2 separate regions of the Macaca mulatta genome follow, and region 1 is linked to region 2. The links are chromatin contacts, called in public Hi-C maps. All regions are on one chromosome and are shown on one strand. The core of a region is the stretch at or near the end of the contact, and the rest is flanking DNA. Distances in the headings are between cores, read along the strand shown.

Region 1 (5,096 bases), core at 1,358-3,857, 290 kb before region 2:
TAAAGTGATCCTTAAACCTTTCCATTTATTCATCATCATCCTTTAATTTTATTTTCCTTCATGCCCAATCCAAGTGGATTTGCTTGAAACAAACTACAGTTTTCCAAGTCACACCTACCACCCAGCAGCTTTGGGATAAAAATGAAATGTAGTCTATTTTACTTTGAAAGGATTCCTTTATTTACTTTGAAAGGATTCCTTTTTCAAGAAATAACTTTGGAGAAAACAAACAAAATAACGAAAATAAACTGCCCCTAACTCCTTTTCCTTGAGTATTGAGTTTTCTGAAGGAAGTCCTCCCTGAGGAATGTTTATATATATATGAACATATAATACATATATATCTAATACATATATATCTAATGCTTTGGGAGTGCTAAAGGAATACATGAAGTCTAACAGTCTTCATGCTGTGTAGATTCTTAATGGAGCACATTTATTTGTACCTACGCCCAACTTTAACACTACTTGTTATCTGGCTACAAAAATAACCATCAGCTGTGTCGTCTCCCTGTAGCCCCTTGAAAAGGGAGAAGCAAGAATTTGTTTTCTTGAGGCCTTCTCAAAGATTGCACACCCAAGCTTTGTTGCTGGGGTTCTGCCTCTCTCTTCTGGTCTTTGCTCTTCCCTAAACACCAGATCCAGATCCAGATCCAGATCCAGGTCCAGCAGGGACCAGGAAATCAGGAGGGTCATCCTGGCATCTGCCCATTTGTAACTGATCAGAGCCTTCATGGCGGCCATGGAAATCATCGTGAAACTGTGTTCACAACCCCATGCCTTCTCCCTGAGCTTTCTCTGCTGCCCGAGGGGTTGCCTGTGTGAGGCCTAATTGCCTCTGGACAGGCAGGCAGTGGAGACAACCCAGGCCTTTGTCCTTTTTGTCAGTGTGAGTCAGTAGGCTACCATGGAGTCTCCCGGGAAGGGGGTGGGGGTTGGGGGGCAAAAGCCAGATTTTTGTGTTCAAAAAAAATGTTTTTGCAGCTGACAGCTGTATGCAAACAGTGACAGTACATTGCAATGAGCATCTTAAAATATGAGGAATCAAGACTGTTGACTTTGGGTGAAAAGAGTGATTCAGAACCGAGTGATTGACTAGCTCCAATCAGGTCTGGTTTTCTCTCTTCCTGATAACACAGCATTGGTCGTTACAGGGACAAAAGCAGGAGTGATGTATTTGGCTAAATCTTTAATCAATAAAATAGATTAAGGATCATGAATATGGAGTTTTCTTTTCCCCTTAGGATACTTGACTTACACTGTGCTATGGTTTAGTCCCAAGGCACTTTCAGTGAATTAGGAAAAGCTGTCACTTCCTTAATCTTGTACCAGGTGAACAGCTAGGTAAGCGGTGTACAGGCTGGACACTTTTGTGCAGGGCACATCCAAACCAATGGTGCGTACATGGCACGCTGCTGACGTTTTCATCTTCACGTCTTTCTTCCCTGTTGGTCTCTTTGTACATCGTTTCTGCTTTTGTCTTATTGATGAATTGTATAATAACAATCAAGAGTGCATGGAAATATACTGTTACTTACAGTAGAAACAGTCAGTGAGGGAACCAGCTACTCACTCTCAAAATGCACTCTCAGAATATCTGGAATGTTTCCCACAGAATTGGTGATGTGTAGAAACAGGCTTATCTTTGATCTGGTAAAGCAAATCCATTTTCAGAAGCTACAATCTGATAAATATCATTCATCCTCCATTTCTCTCCTGGACTGATGTTTTCCTTTCTTACGGAAAACACATAGCCATAGCTCACTTATATATATATATTAGCATCGTACGATACTAGAACCACTACATGAAAACAGTGTCAGTGGCACCAGTGGAGTTAACTGTAATTCAAAGGAGGAAAAGCATTACGTGTGAGGCTTTCCCATCCTGACTTCTAGAATTCTAGCTTTCCAGTGGACCTCTTGCAAGGAATCTGAAATACAGAAAGAAGCAAAAATATTTCGTATAATTTCACCAGAGTTTTTCCTCAACCTTAATAAGGCTTAAAAGGCCTTTCCCTCCACTGCTGTGTTTGGGAATGGAGGAGAGGTCCCTGTTAAATGAAAACACTGATCATTCTCTGTGTGCATAAGCTGCACCCACATAACTCTAATGGTTAGCACCTTTAACTCTTCTACTCTGGGATGTAGGACAGATCCTCACCAGGCATCCTCTGTCTTTTCTGTTTCTGACTGCAGACGATAGCATTTCTATTTAGTTGAGAAAGCAGCAAGTGCTGTGTGCATAAGACTTCCAGGCTGCTCAAGAAAGCTTGCAGGTTATTGCAGTCACAATAGGATGTAAGAGGAGGTGCACCCTCCCTCTCTGCTGAAAGGCAGGAATGGAGGAGGGCAAGTGTGTGTTTTATGTTCCTTGGTAATTCGTGCTGCAGAGTTGGACTGCTCCCTCTGAGCTTGAAGACACTCATGTCCCCTGAGGCTTACGGGAATGGTCAGTGAGACCACAAGAATTGTTTTGAAGCCCAGGCGGAGACTTCAGATTCCTTTGCGTGTAGAAGTGTTGGCCAAAAATAGCAAATACCAGTCCTTCCCGAAGCCTCTCCCACTCTCTGGGATGCAGACAGTACAGGCAAGCATCACTAGGTGGCACAGCTGTCCTGGTGTCTTACTCTCGTGGAGCCACACTTACAACTGCCGTGGGATGCTTTGATGCAATACCCGATAGGATTCCTGTCCGTAAGGTGCCAATGCAGAGCACTCTGGTCAAGTGGAGGATTCTTTTCACAGGGGATCGCTGGATTGACTCTAGGAGAAAGAGAAGCTACGCTTGCCGCAAACACCTGCACACCACCGTTCATCCTGCCCAGGCCGCTGCTGAGTGGAGCTCAGGCTTTCAAGTTTGTGGATCAGTGTGCCCCACAAAGCATGCTTATGTCTGCCTTACCCCCTAGGGGGAGTGGGGATAGGGGTAGTGGAAGGTAGGTAGTCAGCCCTTACTTTCTGCTGTTCCCATTCCAAACTGTACAGATTTGTCAAAACCTTTCACATTCCTTCCAAGTGGAGGATGTGGCAGTATCACCTTCTGTCTACCCTGAGTGCCTCACTCCCCTCTTCCTTCTGCCATCCTTCCACACCCTGCTCAGATGCAACCTTCTGAAGATCAGTCCAGCCCACGATACCCTCCCTGCCACCTGAGGTGCCATAGCATTACGTTGTGCGGTTGTTCAGTCAGCAAACATGGGCTGTGTGTCAGAGCCTAGAGAGCACTACCCTCTCCACTACTTCTGTCACTACTTCTGGGGAAATGCAGAGGATACATGCTGCCCCTAAGAAGCAGCCACTATAACGTGGTGCTGACCAACAGACTTGTTTTGGCTCTTGTTCGCCACCTACTAGGTATGTGCTTTATTTTAATAGGGTAGTCAGCCTAAGACTTGGTTTCCTCACCCATAAACTGGGATAATAATAGCACCTATTCATTATGATAAGAATTAAAGAGCAATCCTTCATGGAAAGCAACTGGGACAGTGCCTGGCACATAATAAGTGCTCAGTAAAACGCAGGAAAAGGTATCACAGCCAAGACTAACCCCTGACTCTTGTGACTCTGCGCCCTGTGTTTGTGTTACTCTTCCACCTGCTTGCATTCTTTCTACTGTGCCATATTGCCTCCTCTCAGTGTTTAGAACATCTCTTGCCCGCCCCCCCCCCCAAGTTGTTTGTGCCTTGAGTTCTCTTTTTCACAAACTAGCTTGGGAGCTCCCTGAAGACAGAGACCATATATAATCACACAGTGTCTTTCTACTTTATGGACACAATGCTTTAAGAGAGTTACTGACTGTAATTATTAAATTCTAACCATGGAAAGCTTCTCAATGTTGACTTTAAAAATTGTTTGAGGCCGGGCGTGGTGGTGGCCTGTAATCCCAGCACTTTGGGAGGCCGAGGTGGGCGGATCACGAGGTCAGGAGATCGAGACCATCCTGGCTAACACAGTGTAACCCCGTCTCTATTAAAAATACAAAAAATTAGCCGGGTGTGGTGGCGGGCGCCTGTGGTCCCAGCTACTCAGGAGGCTGAGGCAGGAGAATGGCGTGAACCGCCTCACTGGAGGCGGAGCTTGCAGTGAGCCAAGATCGTGCCACTGCACTCCAGCCTGGGTGACAGAGCGAGACTCCGTCTCAAAAAAAAAAAAAAAAAAAAAAGTGTTTGAAATTTGTTAGAATTATTGATATCATGAATGAAGTAGGTTCCCAAACTATATTTCAGAGGACAAAGTTTGTACGTGTTTTCTGTAAAGGGCCAAAGAGTAAATATTTTAGACTTTGTGAGCCACGGGCGCGTGTCTCATGACTCACTGCTGCGGCTGCAGTGTGAAAGCAGTCATGGATGGCATGTACACAAATGAACTTGGCTGTGGACAGTGAAAATTTACGAAAGCAAGCAGTGGCCACATCAGACCGCATGGGCAGTAGTTTTCTGACCCCAGCTCTAGGAGGTGATAAAAAGTGTTGTTCAGGGAAATGGGTTTTGTGGTCAAATCTAATGTGTTGACTATATATTGATTTGAGTCGTCTCACTGCACAGCACTCATTATCATATTAAAAGTCTCTGAGAAGTCCTGCAGTTAAGAAGTACTTGGACCGAGCGCCGTGTCTCACGCCTGTAATCCCAGCACTTTGGGAGGCTGAGGTGGGCAGATCACGAGGTCAGGAGTTCGAGACCATTCTGGCCAACACAGTGAAACCCCATTTCTACTAAAAATATGAAAAATTAGCCAGGTGTGGTGGTGTGCGTCTGTAATCCCAGTGACTCAGGAGGCTGAGGCAGGAGAATCACTTGAACCCTGGAGGCGGAGGTCGCAGTGAGCTGAGATCGTGCCATTGCACTCCAGCCTGGGCGACAGAGGGAGACTCCATCTCAGAAAGAAAAAAAAAAAAAAAAAGAAAGAAAGAAATACTTGTAGCTTTGTCTGACCTATAGTTTCCCCACTTCCGTGAGTGTGGAATATATTGTCTATAGCCTATCAGTGCATTAACATCCTGCAGACTGGCACTCCTCATGCTACCAGTTAGAAATGCTAGATTTTATAATGTTGACTCACAAAAGTCCACCTACTGTACTTTTTTATGGTAGC
Region 2 (5,740 bases), core at 1,439-3,938:
AAATTCCATTCTTTGTTGAAGACCAAAAAGGAAGAATCACCATGGAAAATAAAGATTCATAAAGCCAACTGCATTTTATTCTAGACGCTTTGTTTCTGCTAGAAACCTGTTTTTCAAAAACTTGGTTGACAAAGTCCCATTTGTATATTTTTCCCCTTAAGTTTTAGACACCTGGGTTTTTAAGGATAAAATTCTTGCAGATGTTTTGGATTAATCTGTTTTCAAAAGTGCTCAAGAACTTGATTTCCAAGTACCAGACTTTTTTTTTTTTTTCATTACCAACTACTGTAGTTTGCAAAGAGGGAGAAACTTAGCTTGCGATTGGCCTGAATGCAATAGAATCACACACTCTCCTGGTTTTAAGGAACATTTGAAACTGAACCATGTATAAGTGTGCCACCTGAGTGAGCTTTCTAAAAAAATATTTGTCATCTTTGTCAGACCAAACTTCTCATATAGTGTTTGAATTTAATTAGAGGCATACCTAAATGGTTAGGGGAGAAGGACAGAAGTCTACCCCAGAAATGGCTCATAGGAAAATGAGACAATTTCAGTTTTACTTACTCAGGCACACCATAGGAGAGGTACTTCTCCAAGCTGGTAAGTGAGCCATTTTTGCAAAAATAGAAGCAACATTCTGGGCAAGTGCTTGAAAGTAGAAAAGGCCTGGGATAAAACATTATTTTTTAAAAAACATACCATAAAAGAGAGTTGCCCAGCTCTTTCTTAACTAGTGAACTAGCTCTTCTACACATTTACCATAAGATAATTGATGTTTGTAATGCTGCCCCTAAGGCACTACAGGATCCTAAAGTGCCTTCTGAATCATCAAAGAATGATTCATTGCGTTCTGGGTGGTTTTCTTGTTGAGTGTATTTTATTGTATACTAATCCCTTTGAAAATTGATAATACATCTGTGATGGGTACCAGAGGTTTGCAATCAAGAGCACACAGCCACAACTGGTGAGTGGGAAGTGTTTTTGGTGTACAGGCTGGGTGCCACCCCCACATCCTCCATCCTGCCGCTTCGAAGAGGCAATGTCGCCCATGGAATCTGCAGAAGTTGGTCTCTGTGAAGGTTTCATTCAACTCCTCCCTCTCCTCCCTTTCCTGCTCAGCTTGCTAGTAGGAGCCCAAGTGTAAACAGCAATTCCATATTCCCACCCCTCCCTGTGCCCGAAAGAAGAAGGGCCAGAAACTTACGGTGGCACTAATTAGGCAGCATCATACAAAAACTCTGTTATTTGACCACTTTTTGTCTACAAAAGTGACAATCTCATATGACCAGTCGCAGTGGTTACACATATCAGGCACCTGTGTGTGTGTGTCTGCGTGTGTGTCTGCGTGTGTGTCTGCGTGTACAGACATGCACACACCATTCAGTTACCCAGAAGACTTGATTAACAAGAACACCAAAGCTCCACTGGATCACACGATTGGCTGTCCCCTGGTTTGATAAATAACTTTTTCCTTCTTTGCTGTTCCTTAGCTGATAACCAGGAATGGAACCCCAGCATTTTCACAGCACTGCTATGTATTAGGTGAAAATGGCCTTCCTATTTCTTGGTATGCTCTGTTTATATTTTAATGCTGTTTACAGATGAAATATTCTATAAATATTCATACAGTGCCTGTACAAAGGAAAGGATCCAAAGAGCTCTTTATTAACAAGCTCCCTTATGTCAGGGTAACTATGGGAGAAAGGGCTTTAATCCATCCTCCCGAAGTTCTCAAACAAAAACTGAACTATCCTCTTTACACATAATATTGGGGTGATCTGGGATTTACCAGCTAAATTCGCAGCTAAAAGTGTCAGCTAATGAATTATTCCAAGTAAATTAACAGACTAAGGGAATCCTTTCTTCAGTCCCATACCAATGCTCCCTTCATTAGCAAATACGCTTAATGTGGGAGAGAGATGAGCTAGGTGCCAGAGAATGTTTAGCCCACATTCATCCTCTGCACAGTTCCTCGACCCCAATGATCAATTGACATTTGTTAGAAGAACATTTTTTTCTTCCAAAGGAAGGCTCAGAAACATTAGAAAAAAATAAAAATTTAAAGCTCAGAGAGCTTGTAATGAAGTAAATTAAAACCTTTTAAAAAAACACACATACAAATTGAACTTTTTATAAAGTACTCAGGGGCTTCAAATTTAAAACTATAAAAAAAACACATACACTTCAAGGTTATGCTTTTAAAAAATTTAAAATACTGAGTTGAATGACTGACAAGTCCAAAATACTCTCAGACTAATCTTTGTACCAAAGAAATTAAATGTAACAAGTTATTTTTTATCTCCTCGATGGGGGAAAATAGGATAGCAAATTGTATTTCCCCCTCCCATCTTTGTATCAAAGATGGTTAAATATTTCTTTCCATTCCATCAGATTGTCTCAACTGGCAAGATAATACTTGGGAAAAGAGTAGGTAGAAGGGAAAATGAAACTGGCAGCTCCTGAGATCCACAGGGCATCATTTGGCACGCACTTCTTTGAGGCCTACCCAAAAGTGGTTAATCAGAGAGTAGAGACGATGTCAGATTACATTAGAGGCAGATTTCTCTATGTTTATGGGCAAATCTGAGATGGCCAGTCTTTCAGGTCTGGAGCTGCGGTTGCACGCAAAATGTGATCCTAAAAATGAAATGCCAGTATTTAATCCTTCCAACTACTCAGCTTCCTCATTATTCTCTTGTGGGAATTGTGGTTGCTACTGACTCAAAGTTGCCCCCCGTTTGATGATGTATTCATTGCTAGAGGTGGCCCCCATGTCCCCCTCAACCTGGATTCCAGTTGAGGATCCTATAGTGAGAATTCAGTTAATCTCAAGATAAAATCCAGCAACAAGAACTTTTAAGCCTTGAGATGCACAAAGCTGTGTATGTATTTATGTGTGTTATGTTGTCCACCCTCAAACATAGTCTGGGCTGGCCTCTGAAGGGCAGGACTCTCAGTGTGTTCTCTCAGGCTCTCCTTGGGGAATATTTCTTAGCAGAGTGCATTTTTGTTACATGAGGCCATAGATGCATGTGGCTACTGAATCAACCATTTTGACGTCAGTTAGTTCTTTCCAGTTGTCCTAATGACTATTCATTCAGCATTTGATTGGATTAGGATAGGTTGATGCAATTCAACTGAATCAAGGTGTAGCAAGGAGAAAACCCACTGGATTGTAAATCTAAAGAATGGTTTGAGCCTCAACTCAGCTGCTAACTTGCTATGTGGCATTCAGATCTCTTGACCACTCTGGACTTCAGTTTCTTTGTCTGTAAAGTGGTAAGTGTCTGGCCTCTCTTATCAGTCTTTCAGAACTGTTAATTCAGATTAAATGATCTGGTGGGTGTGAAAGCTTTTGAATTCATCTGAGTTATCAGCTGGAACTTTATAGCGTTAGTTGGCACAGTGCTTCAGGAGATAATCTGAAGATGACTTTGCAGGGAATTTCTATGCCAGTCAGAAAGTATTCTTTTCTTATGGACCAATGGCTGTAGAAAAATGAGAGAGACCATTATATCAGTTGGACTCACTTGATCATCACCACTTTAAAGACGAGCAAAAAGTAGTTGAGAGAGTTGTGGCAAATCCTTGGCATTAGCTGTTACCATGGAGGTGAAGGGGAAAATTCCCACTCCCCAATTGTATTTGAAAACAGAGAGGTCTAAAGCCTTGGAACAAGTTGTGGCAAATGGACAGGATGTCCTAGAATGACACCCTAGGTGGAAATAAATCACCGGAACTGATGGCAGCCACCCAAGAGTTTTGAAGGAACTCAAGGGTGAAATTGTGAAACTATTGGCCAAAACGTGTAACTTCTTACAAATGGGTACTGTGCTCAAGACCTGGCAAATTGCCACCACAACTCTGAAAGAAGAGAAGCACAAATAGGTGAGCCTCCCTTTTATACCTAGCAAGCTGGTGGAGACTATCTGAGTGGGTAGTGTCACTGAATACATGCTTACTGTAGAATGGACAATTACTGAGCATTCACCCCGTGCCAGGCATTGTGCTGGATGGTAGAGGTGAACAAATGAAAGTGTCCAGAAGGCTGTTTGACAAAAGGGTCTGAAAACTCCAGTGCTGCAAACGTAGATTTGGGAAGTCATTGACATATAGGTCAAAGAAAGCAAATAGCCTTCACCTAGAGATGCTGATCCTATCGATTGGAAGAGCCTGTCTTGGAGCACCATGCACACTAGAGTATCCTGAAGAGAGAGCGGAGATCTGCTAGCAATGTCTGCATTGCTGGGCTGTACCATGCTCTGTGTTTGCCATCTCCATATGGGAGAATGTTGGAATTCTGAGGGTGACGGGTGTCTATGATAACCCAGCAAGAGTGTGCAAAGGAAGAAGAGAAGAGGTTAAAAGGCAGACTCCTGCACAAAGCAAGAATTTGGGGGTCGGGAGAGAGGGAAGAAACCAGCAAGGGAGGCTGAAAGGGTTCTTCATTTATTTGTCTGTTCCTTTATTCAACAAGTAAACATAGGCTCTTTCTATGTGCCACGCACGATTTTACACCCTGGAGTCACATCCAGGGATGTGCTCTGTTTTTGGAACAGCAAGGAAAGTGTCAGATAGTAATAAATATTCAGAATCAGAAGAGGGATTGGTTGGGCACTGTAGCCTGGTTGGTCAGCTGTGACAGGAGTTGAAACCTGCATGGCAGGACTCAGCAAGTGATGCAAAGAATTGTGAGAAGAACATTCTAGACAGAAGAAAGAGCTAGTGCAAAGGCCCTGAGGCAGAGAAAATGGCAGAAAAATACTCTTTCCAGAAGTTTGACTATGTAAGGTGGCAGCTTGAGGGGAAGACAGGACTGGGAAGGAGGTTTCCTGACGCTATGTGTAGTTGGTTGGCTGGCTGTGTAGAATAGAGACACCTGATAATGTTTATGGATTTGAGGAAAAGAAGAAAGTGGAAAAAGCAAGACTGATGATGCAACAGAGAGAAAGGATGATCAATGGTACTGAGAGGGACAGTTGTCTTAGAGAAGGTGTGAAGATGGTAAGGGCAAGGGCAGATACAAAGATTCTAGAACAGCATTTCCCAACCACTTCTAAACTTGTGCACTCATTTCATAGTAATATATATTATTTGAACATTTTTTTAAACATCTAATCATTTTGCATGTAATGCAAAATGAAGTGAGTTAATGTTTTAAAATGTATGTGTCATTTAAATAAGTATATGTTAAGATTTTATAAAATTAATTGAATACAGTATTTACTAATATTCATGGATTATAATAAATTCTGAATGAGTTCCACCTAAAAAGTGATGCCTATGGTTTAATTTACTTTAATTATGTGAGAAATGACAATTTATGAAACATACATTAAAATGACATATATCAGTGTGCTTAGTTTGGCAACTAAATAAATATTGAACTGTAGGTTGAAATTTAACTGTGTCTCATAGTATCAAAAGTAAATCTGCCTTTAGTGATGGTAGAAAAGCTTACATTTTGGGTAAAAAAAATGTGATTTATTTTTATTCTTGGTTTATTTCTAGTGAAATAAAAGAGGATTTCTGGCTGCTATTAGTAAACACATCTGTACAAAAATTTAAAAGCCAAAGTGGATATAAGCAACACCAAATTTTCTATTATTAACATTGATTTTTGAACTTGCGGAGAGATCTTAATGGGTTATGTGACAGGTAAATGCAATTCTGAAATCCAGTGAAGAATACCTTGACATATATTTATAAAGTTACCATCAGATGTACACTCTTCATAAAC

What was found. A called contact is a pair of places that touch in the nucleus more often than the background predicts.
Region 1: a contact with region 2 is called in a Hi-C map of fibroblasts, with 2.0 times the contacts expected there. The contact joins two enhancer-like sites. A contact is called at or near these places in 2 of 14 Hi-C or Micro-C datasets (fibroblasts and liver).

The regions. Positions count from the first base shown.
Region 1 is chr7:38,405,737-38,410,832 of T2T-MMU8v2.0, reverse strand. The region is part of intron 1 of RORA (RAR related orphan receptor A); the gene reads left to right. Among named protein-coding and RNA genes, the nearest start is that of RORA, 180 kb to the left of the region's middle. Within about 2 kb of position 2,607, at least 3 of the 40 cell types and tissues checked have an H3K27ac peak or open chromatin away from gene starts, as enhancers often do.
Region 2 is chr7:38,116,744-38,122,483 of T2T-MMU8v2.0, reverse strand. The region is part of intron 1 of RORA (RAR related orphan receptor A); the gene reads left to right. Among named protein-coding and RNA genes, the nearest start is that of ICE2, 290 kb to the right of the region's middle. Within about 2 kb of position 2,688, at least 1 of the 40 cell types and tissues checked has an H3K27ac peak or open chromatin away from gene starts, as enhancers often do.